2 separate regions of the Mus musculus genome follow, and region 1 is linked to region 2. A link is a contact called in public HiChIP or PLAC-seq data. All regions are on one chromosome and are shown on one strand. The core of a region is the stretch at or near the end of the contact, and the rest is flanking DNA. Distances in the headings are between cores, read along the strand shown. Region 1 holds the start of Lacc1 (laccase domain containing 1). Region 2 holds the start of Esd (esterase D/formylglutathione hydrolase).

The links. HiChIP or PLAC-seq counts read pairs in DNA pulled down with a chosen protein or histone mark.
Region 1: a contact with region 2 is called in an H3K27ac HiChIP or PLAC-seq map of bone marrow-derived dendritic cells, with 5 times the contacts expected there. The contact joins the promoter of Lacc1 here to the promoter of Esd in region 2. A contact is called at or near these places in 1 of 115 datasets of contacts at active chromatin or transcription factors (bone marrow-derived dendritic cells) and 1 of 9 other capture datasets (liver).

The regions. Positions count from the first base shown.
Region 1 is chr14:77,035,324-77,042,615 of GRCm38.p6, forward strand. Lacc1 (laccase domain containing 1) reads right to left here and starts at 1,294. Exons shown (of 8, transcript NM_172488.2): 1 at 1,174-1,294; 2 at 489-667; 3 at 1-82. The coding sequence starts at 31. Ccdc122 (coiled-coil domain containing 122) reads left to right here and starts at 1,449. Exons shown (of 6, transcript NM_175369.4): 1 at 1,449-1,648.
Region 2 is chr14:74,730,059-74,737,100 of GRCm38.p6, forward strand. It overlaps Esd (esterase D/formylglutathione hydrolase), which reads left to right and starts at 2,239. Exons shown (of 9, transcript NM_016903.5): 1 at 2,239-2,330; 2 at 5,902-5,976. The coding sequence starts at 5,909.

The sequences.
Region 1 (7,292 bases), core at 44-2,543, 2.3 Mb after region 2:
CAGAGAGATCAATCAAGACTGCTTCTGCCATTCTTCAATCAGGCAGTCTTTTTTGCCCCAAAGACTTTTTATGCCATAGCAGCTGTAAAGAAAAGTGATCACAAATAACAATAAATTCGATCTTCTTATAGATACAACCGAAATTTGTGGTGAACAAAAATAAATAAATAAATATAAAAATAAAAATAGGAAGTAAATTGCATCAATACAAAAAGTAACCAAAATAAATGTAGTGTGCAGAGCAGAAAAGCCAGTGCACCATTCATCCTGACAATTAAGGGCAGAGCCATCTTTTATTTTGTGAACAGCTGGGTACATTTTTATAGAATAGAAATTATGCTTTGTTTTCCTTATAGCAGATTTTAAGTACAAAATTACTTGTTGTCTGAGATCAAGTCTTTTTAATTATAGGATGTAAATCTGTTATGTCATTATCCCCATCATGTCTATAAGATTAGATCACATCTCATGAAATACTGAGGTCTCACCTTTAGGATATTAAGTTGAGCAGTATCAGCAGCCAATCTTCTTTGGGGTTGCGGTTGGGACAGGGATTCGAGGCAGAGCTTCTCTGTCTAACAGCCCCAGCAGTCCTGGAACTAGCTATGTAGACCAGGCTGGCTTCGACCTCAGACACCTGCTTGCCTCTGCCTCTGCCTCCCAAGTGCTGGGATTAAAGGTGTATGTCACCAGAAAGAAAGAAAGAGAGAGAGAGAGAGAGAGAGAGAGAGAGAGAGAGAGAGAGAGAGAAGAGTAAAGGTGTCTGTCACCATAAGCAAGCAAACAAACAAACACACTCATTTTTTAAAGGTAAAAGCTAGCCCACAGGCTGGGCTTTCCCCCCAGGTTTACACAGTCCTCCGCACTTGGGATAATCCCAAAAGCCACTGCAACTTGGATCAGGGTCGATTTCTGACCACTTGCAGATTCTCTGAACTCCCTGTCCAGGCTGGAGCTCCCCTCTGCCGACCCTGTGACCCCCAATTCTGACACCTACCATTGCTGAGCCTTCACCCCGACGCCCACCCCAACCTCCGCCCGCCCCGTAGGGCACTGGCGCCTTCATTCATTCTTTCCGCCAGCCGTGCAGGCGACCTCGGAGGAGCCTGGACTGCACGGTGTGCGTCCGTCCGTCCCGTCGCCGCGCCGACCTCCCCTCCGCCCGGGACTCACCGCAGGGCTGCTTCCCGCGCTCTCCTCGGCGGCCGCGAGCTGGGGCGTGAGCTGCAGGCTCGGCGCTCGAACCCCAGTGGCTCCCAAAGTCACCGGCCGGCCGGTCCGCCCGCCTCACCGCGTCCCCGGGCCTCCCGGCGGCCTCGGGCTCCCGCGGGCGTGCGCCCGGGTTTGGGTGTTCCCGCCACGGCCGCGAGGTGGCGCCCTGGAGACGCAAGGCCGAGCCCCTTGCGGGGGATTCCCGCGCCGCTCAGCAGTTCCGGGTCAGCGCCCGCAGTCACCGTGGAGGCCGCCTGAGGCCCGGGCGCTGAGGCGCGGGGGCCCGGAGAGCCGCGGGCGAGCGCGTCCCGTGAGGCGCCCGGAAGGGAAGGGAAGAAGCGTCCCCTCTCCCCGCGGGCCGTGGCGACTCCAGAAGGATCTGCTGACCCAGCAGTGTGGCCAGCTTGTCACTTAGCGCCCTCCAATCCGGGCTCAAGTAAGGGGACTCTGGTGACTTTTGTGGGGGAGTGGCTTTTTTTTTTCTTTTTTCTTTTCACTTTTTGTTTAGTTTTTAAGTTTCTAGTTAGTTTTCATTTTTTCCCCCTTTCGGCTGATTCTGTACTTTCATTTGGGACCAACATCCTTGACTGTTCACTTGTGTTGGCAACGTCGATTTCTCTTACCCCCCCCCCCAAGTGTGTCCCCTCACAGGACGGAATGCATTCATTCTTACAGTAGCAATAAGATAAAAATTAAGGCTCCTTTGTCCCCCAAGGGTTTAATGTTATTTATTTAAAAACAACAATTTGAAAATCAAGTACTGTTGTAAATGGAAAAATACCCACTCTTCAAAATATATGAGAAGGTAAGAGAAAGCGCATTTTCTGAGGACTGGCAATGGAGGAAGGAGAGGGCCTTCATTTTCCTTGGTCTTCCTCCAAGTGCTCAAGTGTTTCCTGAATGAGAAGACTCTAGGGGATCCGGGAGTCTAGAAGTCTTGTTAAGTGTGCACCCATCTCAACTTGACTAGCGGCCAAGGTAACCAGCCCACATAGAACCTACTCCAGGCCGTGTGATCACTTTCAGAGGGCACACATTGAATGCTCGCTGGACACTTCCAGGAACCCTGAGGGATAGATAACACAGATCTGATCAGACATGCATGCCTTGGCATAAACTTGCTGTCTGTTAAGGAAAATGGATTTTTTTTTTTAAAAGCAAGTTTAGAAGCTTTTTTTCTTGTTTTCATGTCCAAGGATGAGAGCTCAGGATTCATTCATGCAACAGCACTGGCAGTAACAAAACTTTCAAAATAGCTAAGTTGTTAGGGAAGTTGTGATAATGTATTTACATACCATTTCCTTCAGCATCTGGTCTGTCTGGGCTGCATTTCTTAACACTCTCTCCCCTTTCCCAGGCTACTACAGAGCCTCTCAATCCTGGTTGCACATGGGAACAAGTAGAACTTAATAGTAGAGTAGGTACCCCACACCCCGGCTGCAGATTGACTCAGAGTCTATGGGAGTCAGGCCTGGGCTTGTTTTGTTCTGCTTTTTTATTTTTATCTCGCAGATGATTCACATGCATAATTCATTTTGGAAGACAAACAACAAACTCCTTCTCAAGCCATGCAAGTAAAGGCTGTTCTATCGTAGGCCATCGACAATTCTTTACATTTGCTGCTTGTTGTCCTTTGAACACGTTTCTTTTGTGAGCTGACCTGCTCTCGGTTGCTCAATACCCTTCAAGCTTAAACATAACCTTCCTGGAGGCCTGGTTGCCTCACTTCGCAGAATAGCTTCCTTGGGATTTTCATGCACGAGGAGCCCTCTGATAGACACAGTCTGAGCTCAGGGCCAAACAGTACACTGCAAAGTTTGGCTAGACCCTGAATCACACATTTTATAGGAATGAAAGTTCTTACAGGTTATGGAGGTTTGGTCTATGTAAAGCTTTTAAAAAGAAGACAAAACTAAGCCAGAATGTTGTCAACAAATGTAGCATAGTATCGTGAACTTATTTTAATCTAGCTGATGCTCATGTGTCAATCAACTGAAAAATTCCAGAGCCTTTTTGTACATGATCAACTTATTTTCCTGTATTGCATCTCTTGCGTAAAGCACACACCTATGTCTAAACATAAAAGAGTCCCCAATATTCTGTTTCTTGAAGAGGAAAATAGTTTAAAGGCACCTTTGAAGCCATCAGAATGCATGCTTACTCTTTAGAATCTTTGATAGCTATCTCACGCCCTTTACTGTGTCTTTAGAAATCATTAAACAGACTACAGAGAAGCAAAAACTTTATTTCTATACCATATAATTGGTTTGCTTCATATTTACTTAAGTTATAAGAGCATAGTGTCAAGTATAGCTGGCATGAACAGGTTTGATAGCAAACATATAATTTATGATATGGTTGTATAGTTCAACTGGTAGCACCAAACCAGGACAACACGCCTGAGAGCAGTTTCCTAACCATGCTCATTAGGTGTGCTGTGGGAACTAACCACCTAGGACTCACAAAGGGAGTAGGAAAAGGGAGGTGGTTAGAAGCCAAGTGTAGATAGGCTAAGACTACCTCTGTATTTTAATTATTTGAAGGTATGTCTTAGAGGCAGTATTTAGGGGACTTTATTATTGAGGAAAACTCTTGGGAAATTGCTATATATCATACTATATTGTAAATCTTATGAGATGGTAGAAATTTTGAAAGCTGTGATCAATTTTTAAAAATGTTTATAATCTTTATTTTGTGAGTATTTGTGTGTGTGAGAGAGAGAGACAGAGACAGAGACAGAGACAGAGACAGAGACAGAGAGCAAGCTCATGCATGTGGAGGTCAGGTGACATCTTCCTTGAGTTAGTTCTCGTCTCCACTGTGTGAATCTCAGCGATTGAATTCAGGCTATCAGGGTTAGCTTCAGGCATCTTTATCTACTGCGCCACCTCACTGGCCTAAACAGTTACTTTTAAGCCATTTGAATGAAAGTTTTTGTGTCTTTTCAGAATAGGCCGTGTAACCTATACAAATTTCCATGTTAATATCCCCTGCTAAGTTTGCTGGGGCTGCCAAAACAAATGACCACAAACTGTATGACTTAACAGAAATTTGATCTTCATCAATTATAGAGACAAAAATAGTAAATGAAGCGTTGCCAAGACTGACCTTGTATCATTTGAAGGTTTTTGTTCTCCTATCATTTCTTATTGAAAAAAATTTCGTATAATATATTCTGATCATACTTTTCCCCTTTCCTAACTCCTCCTAGATCCTCCCCTCCCACCCAACTTCAATCCCGGATCCCTTCTTTCTCTCTTTAAAAAACAAGCACACACACACACCTCACAAAAACTCAAAATTGAAAACCAAAGGCCAGTAAGGGGGGAAAAAGTCCCAAACAAAGCTATATGAGACCAAAGTAACACTGAATGATTGGTTACTGTCACATCTTTGTCACTATTACAGCAGCATATCACATAGGCAGGTCACCATTGTAGGTTGCACAGTTCATGCTAGGTTATGATTACCTTTGTCCTCTGGTAGAATGCAGATTACCTTAGAAGGTAATCTAGTACTAGTAACCAGGAACTAGTACTAGTCAGTAGAGGGGAAGCCTTTAGTTAGGCACCAGCTTGACTTTTCTCTGTTTGCTGAGGTATAAAAGTGTTGTCTGCAATATATATACATATACATATACATATACATATACATATACATATACATATACATATACATATGCATATGCATATGCATATGCATATGCATATGCATATGCATATCACATAATACATACATTCCTAAAATAGTAAGTTTCTTTAGTAGTGTTTCCATATTGACCCTCAAGTGGCCTTTAGTGTTAGTTGTCCCTCCCCATATTCCATCAGTTACCCATCTCTTCCATACCTCTCCTCCTACTCCAGTCTCCCCTCCACATCTGTCCTTAGTAATAAATTCTATTTCTCCTTCCTTGGGAAAACTCCCCCCTCCCCCAGCCCCTTTACTTAGTAATTAACCTCTGTGGTTATACTAATTTTAGCACACATATTGAAGGCTTAAAAGCTAAATCTAACATCCACATATAAGAGAAAACATACAAACAGTATTTGGCTTTTTGGGGGTGTGGAGGGGTTACCTTAGTCAAGATGAGGTTTTGTTTGTTTTGTTTTGTTTTAGCTCCATCCATTGACCTGCAATTTTCTTAATTTTGTTTTTCTGCTTTTTAAAGTAACTTATTAATATCCCATTGTGTAACTATCCCTCATCTTCACTATCCATTCATTATTTGATGGGCTTCTAGGCTGTTTGCTGTTTCTGGCTGTTATGACTAGAGCAGAAGTGAATGTGGATGGGCAAGTGTTTGTGTAGTAAGAGCTAGAGTCCTTTGGGCATATGCTGTAGCTATATATTGAAGCAGATTAATTTCTAGCTTCCTGAGAAAGCCACGCTGATTTCCATAGTGGCGGTACATGCTTGTACTCCCACAAACACCGAATAAGTGTTCCCCTTGCCCCACATCCTCCCAGCATGAGCTGTCCTTTGCTTTATTGATCTTGGCCATTCTGACTTGTATAAGATGAAATCTCAAAGTAGCTTTAATTTGCATTTTCCTGATGGCTAAGGATATTGAACATTTGTTTAAGTGTTTCTTAACAATTTTATCATTTGAGAAGTTTCTGATTAGTTCTGAACCTCATTTTTAATTGGGTTATCTGTTTTCTTAATGTTTAGTTTTTTTTTATTTCTTTATTTTAGAAGTTATCCCACAATCAGACATATGGCTGGTAAAGTCTGTTTTCATTCCATGGCCTGGCACTTTGCCAGCACGATGGTGTCTTTGGCCTAGAGAAGCCTCTCATCTTTGTGAGGTTCCATATAGTAGTTGTTGTTCCAACAGCCCGTACTGTCAGTTCAGTTCAGAGAGTCTTTCCTGTGCTGATGAGTTCAAACCTACTTTCTCTTCTTGCAGATATTTAAGGTCTTATGTTGAGGTCCTTGGTCAATTTGAGTTTTGTGCAGGTGATAAATATGGGTCTATTAGAACTATTCTACATGCAACCATCCAGTTTGATCAACACCATTTGTTGAGGATGCTGTCTTTCTCCAGTTTATATTTTTGGGTCCTTTGTAAAAACTGGAGTGTCTATAGATGTATGTTCTTATCTTTGGGTCTTCAATTCTATTGATCAACATTTCTGGTATGCTGTGCTGTTTTTATTGCTATAGAGTTTTGGTACAACTTAAAATCTGATATGATGATAGAACCAAAAGTCCTTATATTATTCAGGATTTTTATTTAGCTCTCCAAGGTTTTTGTGTCTCCATTAGAAGGTAATATTTTTGTTTCAGTTGATGTGAAGAATTGTGTTGGAATTTAGATGGGAATTTTGGTCAGTCTGTATTTTATTTTTGGTGGGGTGGATACTTTACAATATTAATCCTACCAATCCATGGGAAATGTTTCTAACTTTTGGCATCTTCTTCAGTCTCTCTCTTCAGTGTCTTAAACTACAAGTCTTTCACTTGCTTAGTGTGGTTGTTTGAGTGAAAATGGCCCCCATAGGCTCATAGGGAGTGGCACTATTAGGAGGTGTGGCTTTTTTGGAGTAGATGTGGCCTTGCTGGAGGAAGTCTGTCACTGGCGGTGGGCTTTGAGATTTCAAATGCTCAAACCAGGCCTAGTGTCACTCTTTCTTCCTGCCTCCTATGGATCCAGATGTAGAACTTTCAGCTACCTTGGTAAACCACTCTGGAAATCAGTTTGGCGGTTCCTTAGAATATTGGACATAGTGCTACCTAAGGACCCAGCTATACCACTCCTGGGCATATACCCAGAAGATGCTCCAACATATAATAAGAAAACATGCTCCACTTTGTTCATAGCAGCCTTATTTATAATAGCCAGAAGCTGGAAAGAACCCAGATGTCCTTCAACAGAGGAATGGATACAGAAAATGTGGTACATTTACACAATGAAGTACTACTCAGCTATTAAAAACAGTGATTTCATGAAATTCTTAGACAAGTGGATAGAACTAGAAAATATCATCCTGAGTGAGGTAACCCAATCGCAAAAGAACACACATGGTATGCACTCACTGATAAGTGGATATTAGCCCCAAACTCCAAATAGCCAAGAT
Region 2 (7,042 bases), core at 989-3,488:
CAGTGTATAAAGTTTTTGGAAAGCCAAGACAGTTCCCATCCCCACAGATCTGAAGCAGATTGGAGTTTTCGTCATTTTCATTGAGTTCTTTTATTGGTTGCATCCCGCTCATAGCTCATATTCATTCAAACTGAGAAACTGAATATTCTCAGTCACAGACCTAGAGGTCAGCAGTGCTTAACCTGTGGGGTGCACCCCCTTTGGAGGGCCAAATGGCCCTTTCACAGGGGTCATGTAAGGCCATCAAAAACCAGATATTTGCCAGGTGGTGGTGGCGCAAGCCTTTAATCCCAGCACTTGGGAAGCAGAGGCAGGCAGATTTCTGAGTTTGAGGCCAGCCTGGTCTACAAAGTGAGTTCCAGGACAGCCAGGGCTACACAGAGAAACCCTGTCTCGAAAAACAAAAAACAAAACAACAACAGCAACAAAACCCAAAAAACAAACAAAACAAAACAAAACAAAACAACAAAACCAGAGATTTACATTATGATTCATAACAGTAGCAAAATTACAGCTATAAAGTAGCAACAAAAATAATTTTATGGTTGGGAGTCACCACAATACAAGGAGCTGTATTAAATGGCTGCAGTATTGGGAAAGTTGAGAACCACTGCTCTAGGTAATTTTGGACATATTTCTTTAAGTGATTACTATTCATTCATTTTCATTATCAGAAATATCAACATTACTTTCAGATTCGGTTTTCTTTACTTTCACACCCAAATAACAATATATAGTATTAATGTTCTTGAAAATAGAAGTTTTGATCTAGTATAATTTCATGCTGACTGAGAGAAACTGTCATTATGATTATTACCACTAATATGGATACAAGAACTCTTTGGAGTTAGTTTGTACCTTAAAGAGATCAAGATACTAATTGAACACCCTTTAAACTTTGTTCAAGCATTTAACAATTAGAAAGAATTTGCAGACTTGGGTAATCTTTCATAACTTCAGTTGTGAAACTCAGTTTGAAAAAAAATTACCTTTCCAATAAATTACATTTAAAAGTAGTTAGCTTGGGAGTGATAGAGTATACCTTTAATCCCAGCATTCGGGAGACAAAGGTAGGGGGATTTCTGAGTTCAAGACCAGCCGGTCTACGTAGTAAGTTCCAGGCTAGCCAGAATTACATTTAAGACTCTGTTAATAATAATAATTTTAAGAATTTACCTTAATGCTTTCTCAAAATAACATTCTTTGGTTAACCATTAAACAGGTACACAAATGCCTGCCACATGACACAGAAAAGCAACGTTCTGCGTGGCAGCTCATCCACACAGGTTATATTCCACTGAGCTCAGCTCACCTACTTGTTTTTTAGCCTGACTAGCCACATAACTTGCAAGTCCCCCAGCAAAACTAAGATGGAGAGCCTATACACACAGAGCAGGCACTGGGTCCTTCTGACAGTTTGTTGCAAATGCACAGGCTGCGTGATTATTAAACCAGACAATCTTACAGGTTATACATAGTATCCACAACCTAGCAGCCTAAATACTGGTTTTAAAAACTGCTTGTAATATTTAATTTTCTGAACAAAGTACACTTGCTGGTTAAATTGGATGAAGTTGAGAACTGCTGTAAATGATTAACCAGAAACCCTGACACAGTTCAACTTTTATTGAGGGAAGAGGGGAGAAAAAAATGGACATTGAAAAGAGTTAATGAATGTGTCCTCCTCCTAGAAGCTCCAAATCAAGCAGGTGCAGAGTAGATGTGGAATGAGGGTGGAAATGTGAAATTTCTGCTCAGGTTTCCAAACAACTGCAGAGTTCCACACAAGCCCTTTCCACAAGTTAACTGGGAGAGGCCAGCTGGTGTACTAGAGCCTCATTCTCTTGTTGCCTTCTGGGAGCATCTGAAGCAAGTTACAGAGGTCTAGAGGTCCAGTGTCATGACAGACACACTTTTGGCTCATCCTGACACACCGCGGAAACAGGAACCCGGCGAAAAGTCTCTTGGGAATGGCCTTGTAGGGGAGGGTCGGGGTCCGGGAACTCCTAGTCTCCCTTGGGGTGTATCCATAGGGCAGGTCTGCTAGGAGAGTGCGCGCCCTGGGGGCGGTGTCTCAGAATGGGAGCAGCTCAGGAGGGAGGGCTGGGGAGGAGAGGGGCAGAGAAAGGGAGGGACTTGAGGGCGGGGCCGTGAGAGGGGACCAGAGTAAGCGGCCAAAGGAGGGGACGGGCCCAAAGGGAGGAGCCTCTACGTGGGACCCGCCCCGGAGGCCGGGGCGGGACATATGGTGTGGGCGGAGCCAGAGGCAGTGCTCGGGGCGGAAGCCCCAACCTTCTTCCCTGGCGAGTTAGAAGCTGCCCCTCACCGAGGTAAGATGGAATGGGTCGTGAGTCCCAAGCATTCTCTACTACCTGGTTTTCGGGCGGCTGTGCGCGGACGCCTAGACCTGCGGTGGTGATAGCAGCGGGGAATGGTGACGATCTCTGCACCCTTCCCGCCGCGGTAAGGCAGGCCTCGTCCCGCAGGGCCTGCTAATCGCTTTAACTTCGGGGAGCTGGAAACAATGTGTGACCTGGGGCGCCAGGCTCGCTGGGATGCTCGGGTTGGTGGAGTGCCCGCCGGGACGGCATTTCGCCGAGCATTCCCGCGCGGAGCCCGGGGAACGCTTTCCCTCCGGGATCCCAGCCTGGGCTGCAGGCGACGCCACTAGGGCCCTGAGGTGTCTTGGGCAGCGCGCTCGAGGCCGTGCCCAGTGGTAAAAATTCAGGTGTAGGCGGCCGTCCATAGGTGATTTGTGGTTGAGTCGTCAGAAAGATGGCACTTATGTTATTTAAAATTAATAAAATTCACCATTTTTTATGTAGGCCATATTAGGCCTAATGGTCAGCAATCTATAGGCATTCTTTGAAAAGTTAAAGGAATGAAACCCCAGGCTTCTATAACAGTATTGTTTGTAGTGGGACATACTAGTAAGAAAGTAGACTAAGGTTTTAATTAGCTCTTAGCTATATATAATTGCTATGATGATACTGAGATTTTGTTTTATTTTGTTTTTGAGACATTGTAGTTCTGACTGTCCTGGAACTCACTTTGTATACCAGGCTGTTCTCGAACGCCTGGTTCTCCAGGGATTTAGGGCGCGTGCAACGAAACTTTTAAAGTTCAACTTTTGAGACATTTCAGATATAAGATAGGCTGTACAGGCAAGGATCTAAGTTTAATTTTAAATGTGTTGGGTTTTGCTATAGCGATGCGAAATAAATGCATAGCAGTTTGGCACTAATGCTTAAAATTTGAATATGAAAAGACAGATTTAGATTTTTCAGCCCAGAAGATGTGTTTGAAATTTAGGGACTATGAGTTAGGGGGAAAATATGTGACAAGAACTGGGAAAGGGGCGTGGGGTGGGGGAGTTGGGAACTAAGAATGAAATAGAGGGGGGGGGAGGCAGGACAGGCTTTGAGTAAAGAAATGGTGGTCAGGACTGTGAATTTATGCCTTCCCCAAAGCAGCAGAATATGCTTATTCATTGTGAAGCAGCAAAAGTGTGTTGCCATTGTCAAAGGTCTGTGACTAAGCCCTGACTAAGTCTGGAGGCAACTGTATCTTAACAAACAACATAGGTCCTGAGAAACTTAAGAAAGTTCATTCTTGGGTGAGCATACCAGAATCAGCTTATGCAACCTAGATGGTACTTTGGAGTGTGAACATGTACAAGGTATAGAATATGGTAGGCAGTTTTAACACGATGGCAACTACTGGTGTGTCTACACACAAAGGAGACAGAGTAAATTATGGCATAAAAGATTTTCAACAAATAGAATGCCAGTAAAAGAATGCTTTTTGTAACTAGAGCTTACAGGTCCAAAGCAAGTCAGTAAGTCAATTTTGCTATGAGTTAGGGAATGTAAGTGACCTGGACGAAGCTACACTAAACCTATTTTAAAATATCTTATTCATACTTTAACTTTTTTTTTATTTTATAAACTGTAGTTTTTAGAGCCATTTAACATTTATTATTACAGTGATGCAAACTTTTTTTTAAATTTTATCAGCTTTTTTCTGGTTTTAGTTTTCACAAACTTTCTATAGAAACGAAGACACAATCCCACAATCTTCAGGGTTGATTCACAGGACCACATCCCATGACTGTCTTCTGCATCCACATTTCATCCCATGGAAGTGCTTTAGGGTACATATATGGAGCTATCCTCCCCGGCAGACGCAGTTCCTTCTCCATAACGCCTTCTGTAGTGAGCACCTGCAGGAGGCTCCACACACACACACACACACACACACACACACACACACACCCGCAGACAGTAGCTTACTTATTTCTGTCATCTTGAGTTTGATTTATAAGTGACTGGTGCACATGAGCATTCCTTTCCATTGATAAAAAATCCATGTGATATTTGGTCTCAAGTTTTTAAAGTATTTAAGGAGCTCGTTGAGCTTTGCAAATGGCTCTGTGAAGTCTGTCACTTGGTGTTGTCTTCCCTCTGCAGCTACGTGTGTCCTGGCTGACAGGAACTTTTAGCTCTACTATACTCTTACAGGATCACTGTCATAGATGTAGGATGTCCTTGACTAAACCCTCCCTGTGCTGACTGTCTGTATTAACATAGACCAGACTTGTCATATTCATATGACAATTATCCATGTGACAGAGAAGCAGTATTTGCAATAACATATGAAACATTAAAAGTTAATATTTTGTGTGTTACAAATCAAGCTATCTATGAACGGAGGGTACTTTATCAATGTGTAACTACCCTAATCCTATGGAATTGGCTCATCTGGCTTATTTTTTTTTTTTTTTTTCGAAAGAGAAAAGGAAACAGAAAGTTCCATGATCCTCTAGGCGGCCAGACCACAAAGCAGCTAAGATCTCTGATGGTAGCCCTACCAAAGCTCAAATCACAATTCTCCACTGTACAACTAAGTATCCAGATTAAGAGACAGGACTGAGATTACTCTTAATTGTGCAAAAACATTTTCCAAAATTCACTTTTCAAACTAGCGTTACACTTCTAAGAGTAGCCTACAATAGAATCCAGCCAGCACCCAGTGAGTGACATCACTGATAAGACCACCAACGTGGTAAGGCGTCTTCCTGGTGTCTGTTACTTTAGTTTATATTTTGTATTATATAGAAAGTGCTTCAAGGAGTGGGAAGGAAATCTTTCCATGCCAGGTTTACATCAGAATCAGTTCAATTTTTCTTTATTACATAATAGGTATTTATGATAAAAAATGAATTTCCAGCTTTTTCCATATATTATTTCTATTGCAAGATAATATATTTATATGTGTTCAAATTTATCTTCATAGAGAATCAACAGAGTGACTTCAGAGAAAAGGAATTAACTACCAGGCTTCAAAAGTTTCTGACGACAAGCTATTCCTTAGTTCACAGCTAACAGGCTCATGTTTGCTTGTTGATTTGTTTGAAAGGAGAAATGTTGGTCAAACAAAAATCTCTTGTCACTTTCTTGCAAAAACTCATAAATGTGCATAGAAAAATGCCTCTGGTGCTGTAAGTGTTCTGTAATTTTCTAAATTAATCAGTAGACTAGGATCTGTTAATCAGTAGACTAGGATCTGTTTTGAAGGTCGTGAGGCAGTCCACAACAGTAACAGCAGCAAACCTCACGGTACCGACCTTTTCCAGAATCAGGCAAGTGCCTGTGCTGTGTGTGCGAGTGTGAAAACTGTCGTGTTTAGATAACTGATCTGAGAACAGTTCTGTTTCAAGTGTTTCAGAGGCCTTTAATAGGTCGGGCATGTGTTGGCATGTGCCTTTAATCTCAGCACTTTAATCCCAGTTTCAAGGCAGCCTAGTCTATAAAGTGAGTAAGAGAACATCTAGGGCTACGCAGAGAAACCCTATCCTGATGTGGGGGAGCTTTAAATTAATGGGATTCCTCTTCGTCCCAGGAGGAGAATGGCGCTCAAACAGATTTCCAGCAACAGGTGCTTTGGCGGGCTCCAGAAAGTTTTCGAACATAGCAGGTAAGCATAAGATACCTATCATTCAGCTTTTATCATCTGCTTTGTTGTAGTTTTATATAAAACCTTCACTTATGAACCTGCTTTCTCTCCCCGAAGCGCACTGTCTATCTGACAGCGCCACCAAACTTACCTGTTTCTGGATTGGGCGCTGTGAGATAGGAGAAGGAGAGCCCAGAGAATGTCTTGGTTTTGGTTTGATAGTCTTCTAAAAGTTTCTGGAAAACCATCTGTGTTGTTATTGAAAATTCAGACAACAGCTTCCTGTGAATCTTCTAATATAGTAAAGAAGCCTAGACTTAAATTAAATTGGCAGCATACACAGACATATTTGCCTCCACCAGCTCCTGAAATCTGATCTTACGTCCTTAGGTAAATGCATTAAATACATATACATACACAAATGCATTGAATATACACACACAAACAAATGCATTCAAAACACACACACACATATACACACACACCCCTCATCATGTGCATATGAACCAAGAGGAGATACAGTAGCAGAGGACAGGAGCTGAGGACAATATTTTAGATACAGATATCTAACCACAGATTTAGATATCTAACTTATTAGCAAAGCCTAGAAAACTAAATTCTAAACCGAAAAGCGACATATTTATATAAATTCCTAAGATACACTGACAACACTGGAAAGACAAACATGGAGCCGAGGAGCAAGATGAGTAGTTAAAAGTTTATTTTGAAAAATCAGATTGTCTCAACATTCTGGATGGTCAGATTGCTGCTTTCTCCATGTCTGTTGTGTTGCTGTGAAGAGACACCAAGACCAAGGCAACTCTTAGATGAGAAAGCATTTAATTGGGAGCTTGCTTAGACTTTGGGAAGTTCAGTTCATTATCATCATGGTGGGGAGCACGGCGGTGGCAGCCATGGTGCTGGAGGAGTAGCTGAGAGCTATATCCTGATGCGTAGACACGGGCTTTTGAAACCCCAAAGCTCAACCCCCTTGCGAAACATTTTCTTGACCAGACCACACTAGACACCACGCCTTTTAATCCTTGCAAATAGTGCCACCCCCTTGTGACTAAGATTCCAAATCTGT